Regions from separate parts of the Aedes aegypti genome. Here region 1 is linked to region 2. The links are chromatin contacts, called in public Hi-C maps. All regions are on one chromosome and are shown on one strand. The core of a region is the stretch at or near the end of the contact, and the rest is flanking DNA. Distances in the headings are between cores, read along the strand shown. Region 1 holds the start of LOC23687811 (CREB-binding protein). Region 2 overlaps LOC23687811 (CREB-binding protein).

What was found. Hi-C and Micro-C count contacts between places; a contact is called where the count stands out from the background.
Region 1: a contact with region 2 is called in a Hi-C map of whole pupa, with 8 times the contacts expected there. The contact joins the promoter of LOC23687811 here to the enhancer-like site in region 2. A contact is called at or near these places in 2 of 2 Hi-C or Micro-C datasets (whole body and whole pupa).

The regions. Positions count from the first base shown.
Region 1 is chr1:26,722,194-26,727,572 of AaegL5.0, forward strand. LOC23687811 (CREB-binding protein) reads right to left here and starts at 1,826. Exons shown (of 16, transcript XM_021839217.1): 1 at 1,649-1,826; 2 at 251-621. The coding sequence starts at 302.
Region 2 is chr1:26,672,355-26,677,258 of AaegL5.0, forward strand. It overlaps LOC23687811 (CREB-binding protein), which reads right to left. Exons shown (of 16, transcript XM_021839217.1): 7 at 682-762; 8 at 1-613. Among protein-coding and RNA genes, the nearest start is that of LOC23687811, 49 kb to the right of the region's middle. Within about 2 kb of position 2,092, at least 3 of the 3 cell types and tissues checked have open chromatin away from gene starts, as enhancers often do.

The DNA of each region.
Region 1 (5,379 bases), core at 576-3,075, 50 kb after region 2:
ACACACCTGTACCCGCCTCGGCCCTTTGGTGTGCGTAAACGTGGCACGGATTGGCCGTGGCCGATTATCAACACAAAACAGGTGAGCGCCGGAGCGAGAGAGAGCCTAAAACTGTCTCTTCTCTTGATTGCTGCTAGACTGATCGCACTCACACCCACCCAAGAAAGAAGTTCCTCGGAACGGTTCCAGGAGATCGTCCTCCCGGAACAGAACTCGGATCACACACCGGAATTATCTGGGAACAACTTACCGTCTCGCATCTTGGCCCGCTTCAGCGGTGGTTCCTCCATGTGATCGGCCATCGTTCACTGCTTCACCGATGTAAATACGCGGAACGGAAAAAAATGCACTTGCGCTCCTCCCGAACGAACAAAACTTAAAAACACACTCGTGTACAACACTTTGCCTTTCTCCTCCCTCTCTCTCACTCTATGGTTAATCCTTTCACGGGTTTTTATTTTTCTGGTTCACAGTTTTTTGCTTTTGCCAGATTCCGGCGATTCAAACTTCTTGGACGAATTCAGCGCAAACTTTTGGCCTCTGGCCGCCGCACAATTCCTCTTCTGCTTTTGCTTCGGTCACTGTCTCTGCTGATTTTCATTTTGATCGCTGGAATTTCTTCTAGAAAGAAAGATTGCTAAGCCAGGGCTTTCTTCTTCACCGAACTACTGTTTCAAATTTATGGGGACGACGCACTACGATAAGGGACTTGCGAATTTCGCTTGTCGCCTCTTTTTACATTCACTATTCACTTTTGGTTGAACGAATTTGTTTTTATCCGCGCAATTTGGCGGCTGTCACTTTCCTCTTTTTTGACAGCAGCGACGAAAACGTCGTCGTCGATCGCGAAAACGTAAACACAACGCGCACTTGGATCTCCCCGCCTGCTGAAAAGCAACGCGGGGATTAAATCCGAAATTTTACCGTATTTTTCTAGGGGATTTTCTTTTTGGTGGCCCTCCGGCGGACATACACATTGAATGGCCACATTTTGAGCAGGGGACAGGTGGCCCCCGCGAAATAACGTACCAGCTCCGGCGAGGGTTTTCTGTTTTTGAGCACCGTTCGAAAACACGATTTTTTTTGTTCTAGATAAATTATTCACTTCACAAAAATTCACTAACTTTTTGGGGTCCTCGGGGGAATCGACTTTCAGTTCCAAAAATTGTCCATTGTGGATTTTCCTCTTCCGAGGAAAAAAAAATTGTGTTTCCCTCAAAATGCGCGACTCTCACTATTCGCGATTCGATTTCCGAGCTGCTTCGATCGTACACACTTTCTGCTCTTTACCGTCGTCGCGACGTAGAAATGGTCCGACGTTGGCCCAACATCGGTCCCTGCACTCGCACACCACCGCCACCAAGCAATGGCAGGCAATAATTCGAATCGCCAGGAAGAAAATCCGAGCACCGAAATTTCGATCGCGATTTTCCGCCGAATTCACTACCGGAAGTACCCCCGGAATCGGTCTCAAACGGACCAGCCTGTCGATGCGCATCGATTAAGTCCGGTCCGGACCCGCCTGGTGCCGCTCCGGAACCGAAAAATGGCCACGGAAAGTCCAGCGAAAAAACCTTTCCACCAAACCAAAGTCGCGAACAAGTCAAAATGGCGGCTGTTTGATGAGGAGGCGAACCGAACAACACACACTCTTTCCTTATTCTGCTTAGCGCTTGTACTGTGCTGTGGATGGGCCCTGCGCCTGCTATGATGATGATTATGCCTCTGTGTGAATCGTCGATGCTCTGCTTCTTCTGAAAATGCTGCACAAGGAGGAGCGCTGCTTTTCGCTTTTGGCTGGCTGCGGATTCGCTCTCACTCACTATACTGACCGTCCAAATCCGATGCCCGCTTTGACTTGCCGTGCTTTTGCTTCTGTGCTGCTGCGTTTTGTTCCTCTCTCTCTCACGTGCGTTCGCTCTCTCCATCGATTCCAATCCAGACACACCACTCACCATCACCCATCTCACTCACTCTAACGCCGCACCCAATCTGACGTCACACTCACCACACCCCTAACCGCCACGCGTCAGAAAGAGCCAACAAATTCACCACTCCCAAACCTCACTTACACCCCTCATTGACCACGTCTGAAGTCGACCATCGCCAGTTTGATCGAGAAAGGAAAATGTCCGCCGCTAAAATTTTGCTCACGTGATGTTGCGTCGATGAACCGTGAGGCGGCGCCACCGGTCCATCAGCGAAATCGACCGCACAGAGACTGCGCTCCACGGAAGGTTCTGGACGATTCGATCTTCCCACATCAAACACATAATTTCCTTCCTCACTATCAAACCATTTCGAGGAAATTTTGAAAACACAAGCGATTTCTGCGCATGGAGTGATTTTTGAGCGACAATAGGCGAATTTTCCCGATGGAAATTATCAGAGCAAAATTTGACGCACTGACACGTCGTCCAGAGTGGGATGACGGGGCGCACCCTCACGATGTCGACGAAAGGGTGGAGAAATCGATCGAGGGGGTTCGTGTCCGTGGATGACGACCGTTCGTCGACGAGTCGATTTTCGCGATTGTGAACACGGACAGTGGGAGTTTCAAAAAATAGGTCAAAACTATTAAATCGTTGTAAAGAGCTGAAGAACATTCCACACTGAGCCAACTCCCTCGTTGTATTATGTTATATGCTGTACACTCGCAAACAAATTGTGCGGTAGAAACTAGGCGATTAACTTATGCGCTCACACCGACAATTTCCAGCAGACCACAAATAGAGTTACATATTTGGGATGGTACACAAATTATGTCACGCTAAATTTCAACTTTTTCGACCCCCTCCCCCCCTTTGTCACACTTTTTGTATGAGTCCTGCGAAAATTTTGTAAGGCATGTCACGCTTGGCTCGACCCCCTCCCCCGCCTTGAAGCGTAATTTGTGCATGATCCCTTTCTCAGGAGCACAGAAATGTACCACGCTATGTCTGAACCAGACGATTATAAAAATCGAATGTACATCGGATTTTTTCTCACTAGAGATCAGTATTTGGTCTATATTTTCATAATCGGAAGGTTTTAAAATATTCCATCGGTGAAATTTTTTTCATATATTTTGTATGGGCTAAAATGCGTCGAACAACGGGATTTTCATGGGTTTTGGTATGTAAAATAGCTAAAAAGTGGAAAAAATCAAATGGAACGCCGTGGAACGGAACGCAGAATCAAAACAAAACAGTTAAAGAGGTAACCAGAAACACGTTCCTAGGGTGACTAGATGTTCAAATTAAAAATGGACCCCAATGGTTTGCATGAGGTACCGTTCAAATTAGCGGGGGTGCACGGTACAGCTATTTTCGCCTCGTTATGCAGGTGTCTAGATGGCTTACAAGATATGGTCGAAAACTCGCGATCCAAAAGTTACAATTTCGATCCTCGTTGAAAACTTTTGTAATCACTTTAATTATTGTGCTGAATTTTAAACTGCACATGTGACGGAGCACATGAGACCGCAGTGAGACACATCTCAATAAAAATGAGGCGCACCATATATTATAAAAGGTCTCACAATGTACAGCGCTTCCGTGCGCTTGCAAGCAATGAGGCTCCTGTACCTAAGGGCTTGTTCACAAATTTCATAACGTAGAAGGGTGTGGGTGGGTGTTCTGCTGGTGTTACGGCTCATACAAAATTTGTATAATATTCATACACTAAGCGTTACGAGGGGGTGGGTGGGTGTCAAAAATGGCCATTTTCAGCGTTATGAAATATGTGTTCATTCACAGCAGGCTACAGCAGGTGCACAGTAACTCTAACCACAAATGCGCATGATTTCACCATATCTGTAGTCGAAATCAGAATGACGAAAAAGATTTCTGTCACAGTGAGGATTCGCTCGTTGGGGGTCCGCTACATGGAATGATTCGATAGTTGGATGTTCGCTGGTTGAAAAAAAAATCAAAAAATCCAACTTAAAAGCACTCGAATGTCAGGAGAAGATGTCAAACTAACTTTGACGTCTGAGTACCGTCTCATTGAAGTCTCCATATATAGAACAAATGTGTATGTATATGTGCGTTTCGTGACGTTTTGCTCTCTAGAGGCGTTGGTCTGAAGCATTTTCACCAGCTGTCAGTCGTTCCAACTAACGGGTCGGATTCGCCAGATGGAAGGCAGTCGTGTTCCAACCAGCGAATTATAACCAGAAAGGTGAGTGGGATGTTCTACAAAGATGGTAATTTTCTCAGATATTCCATGGTAACTTTAAGAATGGGTTATTATTTGATTTAGTTGGTGTTACATCAATTAATTTGATAAAACCTCGTTAGGGGTCGTCCATAAATGATGTAGCTTTTTAGGGGGGAGGGGGTATTTACGAATTTGTGACGAAGTGTGACGAGGGGGAGGGAGGGGTCCTAGCTAGTGGACGTAGCATTTTGAATCAAGTCCGTAAAAAGAAAGGCGCTGAAAAAAAATGCATACAATTATTTTTTATCAAACTTCTTTTTTTTACTTATAAACTTGGGTTATAACATTATGATTAATAAATTTATAAATAAACAAAAAAAAAGTTAATTAAATTGATTAAAAATCAATGCTCTAACTACTTGGAGTACATTTTTTTGCCATTTGTTAACATGACATAAAATCAGCCGTTTTAGTATTATCCATATTTTCTGTTGGGGCTTTATGTCTTCAAGAAAATAACACATGCTATTCTTGGCAAATATTACAAAGATATTTATTCCGTGAATTATGCCTTCATTGTTGCAGGAGATCTCCATCAAATCAACTCATCATGTGTTTAGATATATCAATGCTCTTGCTGGAATAGCCTGAATATTGATGAGGATAATAGATTCGAATGTTATCAAAATTGCCCTATCATTAAATTTTCTCGGTAATTTGAAGAATTTTTATTATTTAACTGTTTAATTATAGGTTGTGTAAGATTATTTCAGTATGGAAACGATAATGAAATTCAACTGAAATATAAATAGAGATTATTGTTTTTGTATAATAATCGCTAAAATTTTCTAAACATTCCAAATATTTCAAGTGTAATCTTTTATGTATCTGGCCACTGTTTGCTAAAATGATTTGAAATTGGATAATTTAACGATGATTCTGTTTAAATTAATATATTTTCTTGATCATCTTCATTAAAATCGGTTTCCTAACAACGAATAATTAAAAAAAACAATCCTCTAATATAACGAAATTTTTGTTCAATATATTATAAAATATATTGGACCCTAACTCAACAGTAACGAGCTTCATCAATCCAATCAAAAATTTTTTTTTCACATTTTTTATAGTAAACTTGTTTTTCATTGTAAGAACAGCAAAAGTAATATAATTTAGCCTATATGAAACTGGAAACCAAAACCAAGGAAAATGTTGATTTAAAATTTTTCCAAATTACTT
Region 2 (4,904 bases), core at 842-3,341:
ACCGAGCTGCTTGGCGTAGTCCATGTAACCGAGCAGGATCTCGTGGTAGACGGAAGTACGGTACTGTCGCGGCCGGAAAAAGTGCACCGAGTCCAGATAGGCGATGTAGACTCGCCTCGTGTTGGGTGCAGCACATTCCGAGCCGTATTCTTGCACATGCATACCGAAGAAGCACACGTCGATGCCGTCCACTTCCTCAAAGGCAAACAAGGCCTTCGCTCGGTACGGGAACTCCGCCAACATTTCGCCGTTTTCGACGAACCGACTGCGCATGCCCGGCTTGACTTCAACGATCTTGTCCGAACTGGACACGACCCTGATGTGCACCTCTCCCGCACCGGCCTCCTTCTTCTTGAGGAAATTGTTCACCCTCGTTTCGATGTAGGTGCCCAGCTTGGACGTGGGTAACCGCTTGGCGTTGAATTTGTTGTCTTTCCGCTTGGAGGCCTTCTTCTTGAGGCAGTTGTCGCACACGAAACCACCCGGCCAGATGGACTCCAGATACAGGACACAGATCTGGTGCTGCTTCCGGCCGCAGTCCAAACACATGACGAACGGCTCCAGCTCCAGGTGGTCGTTCTTCATCTCCTTGAACTGGTCCTTCTTGATTTGACTGGTGGGAAAAAATAACGGTCACGATTAAGATAGTTAGTTTGGAGGAGAGAATCGAGGGATACTCACGTTTGGGTCTGCAGCGGATCGTCTCCGAGGGTCACCATGTCGCCTGGGATGTCGTTGAAACACTTCTGGCAGTACGTATATCTGGTAGATAGTGGTCCAAAAGATCTTTAGTGTCAGTCATCGAATGGATCGATGGAATTTGAGTGATACGGTGATGGTGATTGTTATTTGATTTAATATTACATGGACAATGGTGGTGAGCATTTACAAGAGTGAAGAAGATGCGTGCGCGCGTCCAGTATTAGAGAGGGGGTTTTAGCGCAATGTAAGGAAGTTGACGCGGGCGCAGAATGCAATTCAGACACACATATGACAGGTGAAGTACATAAAACGAAACAAGATATTAATTACATTAGGGGGTGATACTTGTTAGCAGGGATAGCTGAGACTAAAGGGATAAATAGTTGGGTTTTAGTATTAATCGGTTAAGGAATAATTAAGCAATCTCGGTAATGAAAGGAACAGCATAATGGCACTCATTTTGGGACACTCATTCTCTGGTATGTGGTAGTCTTTCAGATGACTTCCCCAGAAAAAAAAAACTGTCTTCGTGAATAGAAAGATGCTATTTAATAGCAACAAGTTTGAATCGTCCTACGATAGAAACCATTCAGCTTATCAGTCGTACGTAACTCATCTCCATCGACGGAATGAGATCCCTTCCCAAAATAATCCGATACCGATCGCCCATCTGTTGGTAAACAAAAATCGTTTTTAAACAATTTTCACCCCCAAAGGAGAAAAAAACCTTCATTCTTCGGTAAGCCGAATGAAAAAGAGAAATCTCGTGCCGTTTCCCAGCGACACAAAAAGTCGCTGAGACAACTTCATAAATTCCCATTCAAACACAGTCACAAATCGCTCTTTGTTTCCCACCAGTGTTGTGCCGATTGGTGGTCTAATGGCAACCTTCGTTCAATGTGGTGTTACCATTTTCATTCTCTTGTGAGAGCAGAAATTCCCCTACAAATTTATCGAAAACCATCACCCGATTTGAGCGAGTGTCCTACAATCTTGAAAGAGATAGATTGACACTCACCGAGAGTTCATTCATATCCCCACTCCTGGTGCTCTTTCAAACATCCTCTCTCGCTCTTTGATCCTCTTTGATTGACTGAGACTGAGCGCTCGCTCGATTGACACGAATCGCAGCAACTTCTTGAGATTCCATAATGGAATCTCAATCTCATTCTTTAGATACACTCCGAAAATTGCGCACCCAAATTTGCGATGATTTCTCATGAAGTCCCAAATTCTGGGCATCAATTTCACAAATTAAAGGAAATTAAAGGGAATTTTTAAACAAACAATCGCAACTTGTGTGAGAACTATTGTTTGCGTGTCAAACCGAGGTGGGATCAATCTCTTCTCGTCTCAATTTTGGCGTAACACTCACACCAGCAAACCCCCCTCAGAGAAAGTTCCAATCTCACTATCTACTAACGACCTAATAAAGGTTATTATTGTCCGGATCGCACCATTACACCCACCAGCACACACCATCAACACTCAACAGTAATGTGGAGCATTTGGAGAATCGTCGTCGAGGATTCTCTCGCTCTTTGGATCACTCAGTAAGCTCGCGCAGTGTTGAATGTTTTGTTCATTGATCAATCGCAGTAAGTAGTTGCAATGATCACCGAGAAGAAGAGAGCGCAATTCAACTGATAGTTTACAACAGCTTGTTGTGTAGATGTTTAAGCTGAAATATTTGTTTGCTGTTTGTAGTCGGGGTTTTGCGTCTGCTGTTTTGTGACATTGAACTCGGTGCGCAGATTGTGTCGTCGTTGCATTTCCGACTTAGAGACTCGACGACAACAAACAACTGGCTCTTCAATTTGCTTGAGACAGAATGTTTCGTCTCTATGAATGAGAAAAGAAAATATTCTACCTAATGTTGATTGAGGTTTTGATCCTAGAAGTTAACAGGCTCTACAATAATGTAAGTGAAGCTTCAATTGAACATGTAAGGCCTTTTATGCAGATTCAAGTTTGCTGTTCTTTCATAGGGTTTAGGTCGATCTTGGTTCTCCCGGTCTTCACATGATTTGAAATCGATTATGTTTACTAGTTTTTGACAATCTTGTGAAGCTACCAAGTAGCATTAGCTTGGAACTGACAACGTCTCATTAAGCTTTGTTGGCAAGCTAATAACAACTGTAGACTCTGTATCTGATGTCACGGGAAAGTGGGCTCGTGATAATTTCTTACACTGCCAGCTAAAGTTCCATCGCCATAGCGATATGCTTGGAGTTGCAGGTCTTGAAACGCAATCCAAAATTGTAACAGCCTGGGATAGTTTTATTATTTTTCCCTTTCTGTTCGATTCGAATGCAACAACAGAATCATTTCTTTGAATTCATTAGAAATAATCTTCTTGATCACATCGAATTTCTTCGTGTCATTGCGTCACCATGCCTTGCTACCTATCTAATAAGTTCAATAGACGATGGACACGTATCTAGGAAGCTATCTAGCCTTCAATAACTATCTTGCCTTACTGGTTAGACTAAGACATGAGTGGCCTCTGATGTCCGAACATCTTCATTTGACTCTGTCCATAGCGATGCATTGCCAGTCATTCTGCGTAGAGTCCGCAGATCACCTTGTTGATTGCTCTCAAAAGCCATTCTCAATGGATTGATATCCAACGTTCTTGTGGCTTGCAAGCCCCACCGAAATCTCACTTATTATGCGGCGTAGTCGAATTGGCTTGATTCATGCAATTTATGGTTCATCCGCCTTGTCCACGCTACTTCGACCTAGATGGTCTTTATAACCAAGAGCGCTTTGATTTTCTACAGGCTATTAGCGTTTTGGAGATAGTCAACGTCGTCGAATTTATTCGATCAAAGAGTTCTGCGAAGTTCAAAGTCGCCACTAATTGCAGCTATGATGCGTATCTGGATTTATACTTTGGTGTAGTTGTCGGCGGTCTCCAGTAAGTCCTAGTCCTAGTAGAACCCCCATTATGACGTCGAACGCAGCTCATGTGGACAAGATTATAGAAGCAGAAGTACAAGGACGACTTCTGTAAAAGGCCATTGAGGATTGCGAGAACGACAAAACTACGCATCATGGGCGTTTGCGTTGATGATGACGTTAATACGAGAGGCTCTTGACAAGCGGTGAAACCGGATCAAAACCCGGCGGTCGACCCGGATTTGGACGGCCCTTACGGACGGGCTTTAGCGACGATATGCCTAAGTATTGAGAAGAACAACTACAGCTTAGTACAACAAATGAAAACTTTGAAGAAGGCATGATATGCATTTGAGGCATTTCAGGATGACGGTCTTCTACGACGGTTTGGCTTGCTGGACAGATTAACATTCGTGAAGCTTGAAGAGTACGCTTGTATGAAAGATTATGTGGACGAGCTAGTCTTGATTTGAAGAAAATCACCATTGGCCGATAGTTCGCGGACGTCGTGAAGGCGAAAATATTGCAGGATGTTAAGTGGCCGTTGAAGACGTCAATCGAAGGTGCGTTGTTTACGAAGTAAAAAACACGGCAACACCCAAGACAGAAAAGAAGGCCTGGTGCGCTCGATTGACACAGCCAACAATCAGTCGATCACGTCAGTTGCCAAAGGTAAGGTCAGGGCAGGTAGCAGTCAGCAAAATAATAGTGACTTTAGTGACCAAAATGATCAAAAAAGTGACCGAAAAGTGACTTGAAAACTACAAGTATTAGTCATAAAAATGGCTAGAAATGAAAATACGTTCTACGTGTATATTTACCCCTCTACTAGCACCGTCAATTTCTTACAACAAAAAAGTATTCATATTGCGATAAGTTTTTTGTTTTTTTTTGGGGCACCATTTTTTTTACAAGTTATTAAAAAACCCTTCTCTTTTTGGAATAAGTGTCGATTTTATTCATTGGTCGTCTGGATCCAGTGATATTCCCAAATTTCTTGAGTGACCGACACGTAGACATAGCCCACGGTAATATCTCAGGCTACAGATTTTTTTCGCGTGTTCGGTCGTTCATTTTTTGAAACAATTTAATGACAGTCTGTTGATGATGTCTGAAGAAGTGAAACGATTTTATGCAACCGTTTTTGAGATATGTGCATTTGTGTTTGTGATACCACTCTGGCCGAAGGAGGATCTTGAAAACTTCAAAACAATCCATATTCTAAATTTAAGATTGCAACTTAACCTATTTGTATGATTTTTTTGTAGAGAAACTCCTCATTATCTAACATTGTACAGCTC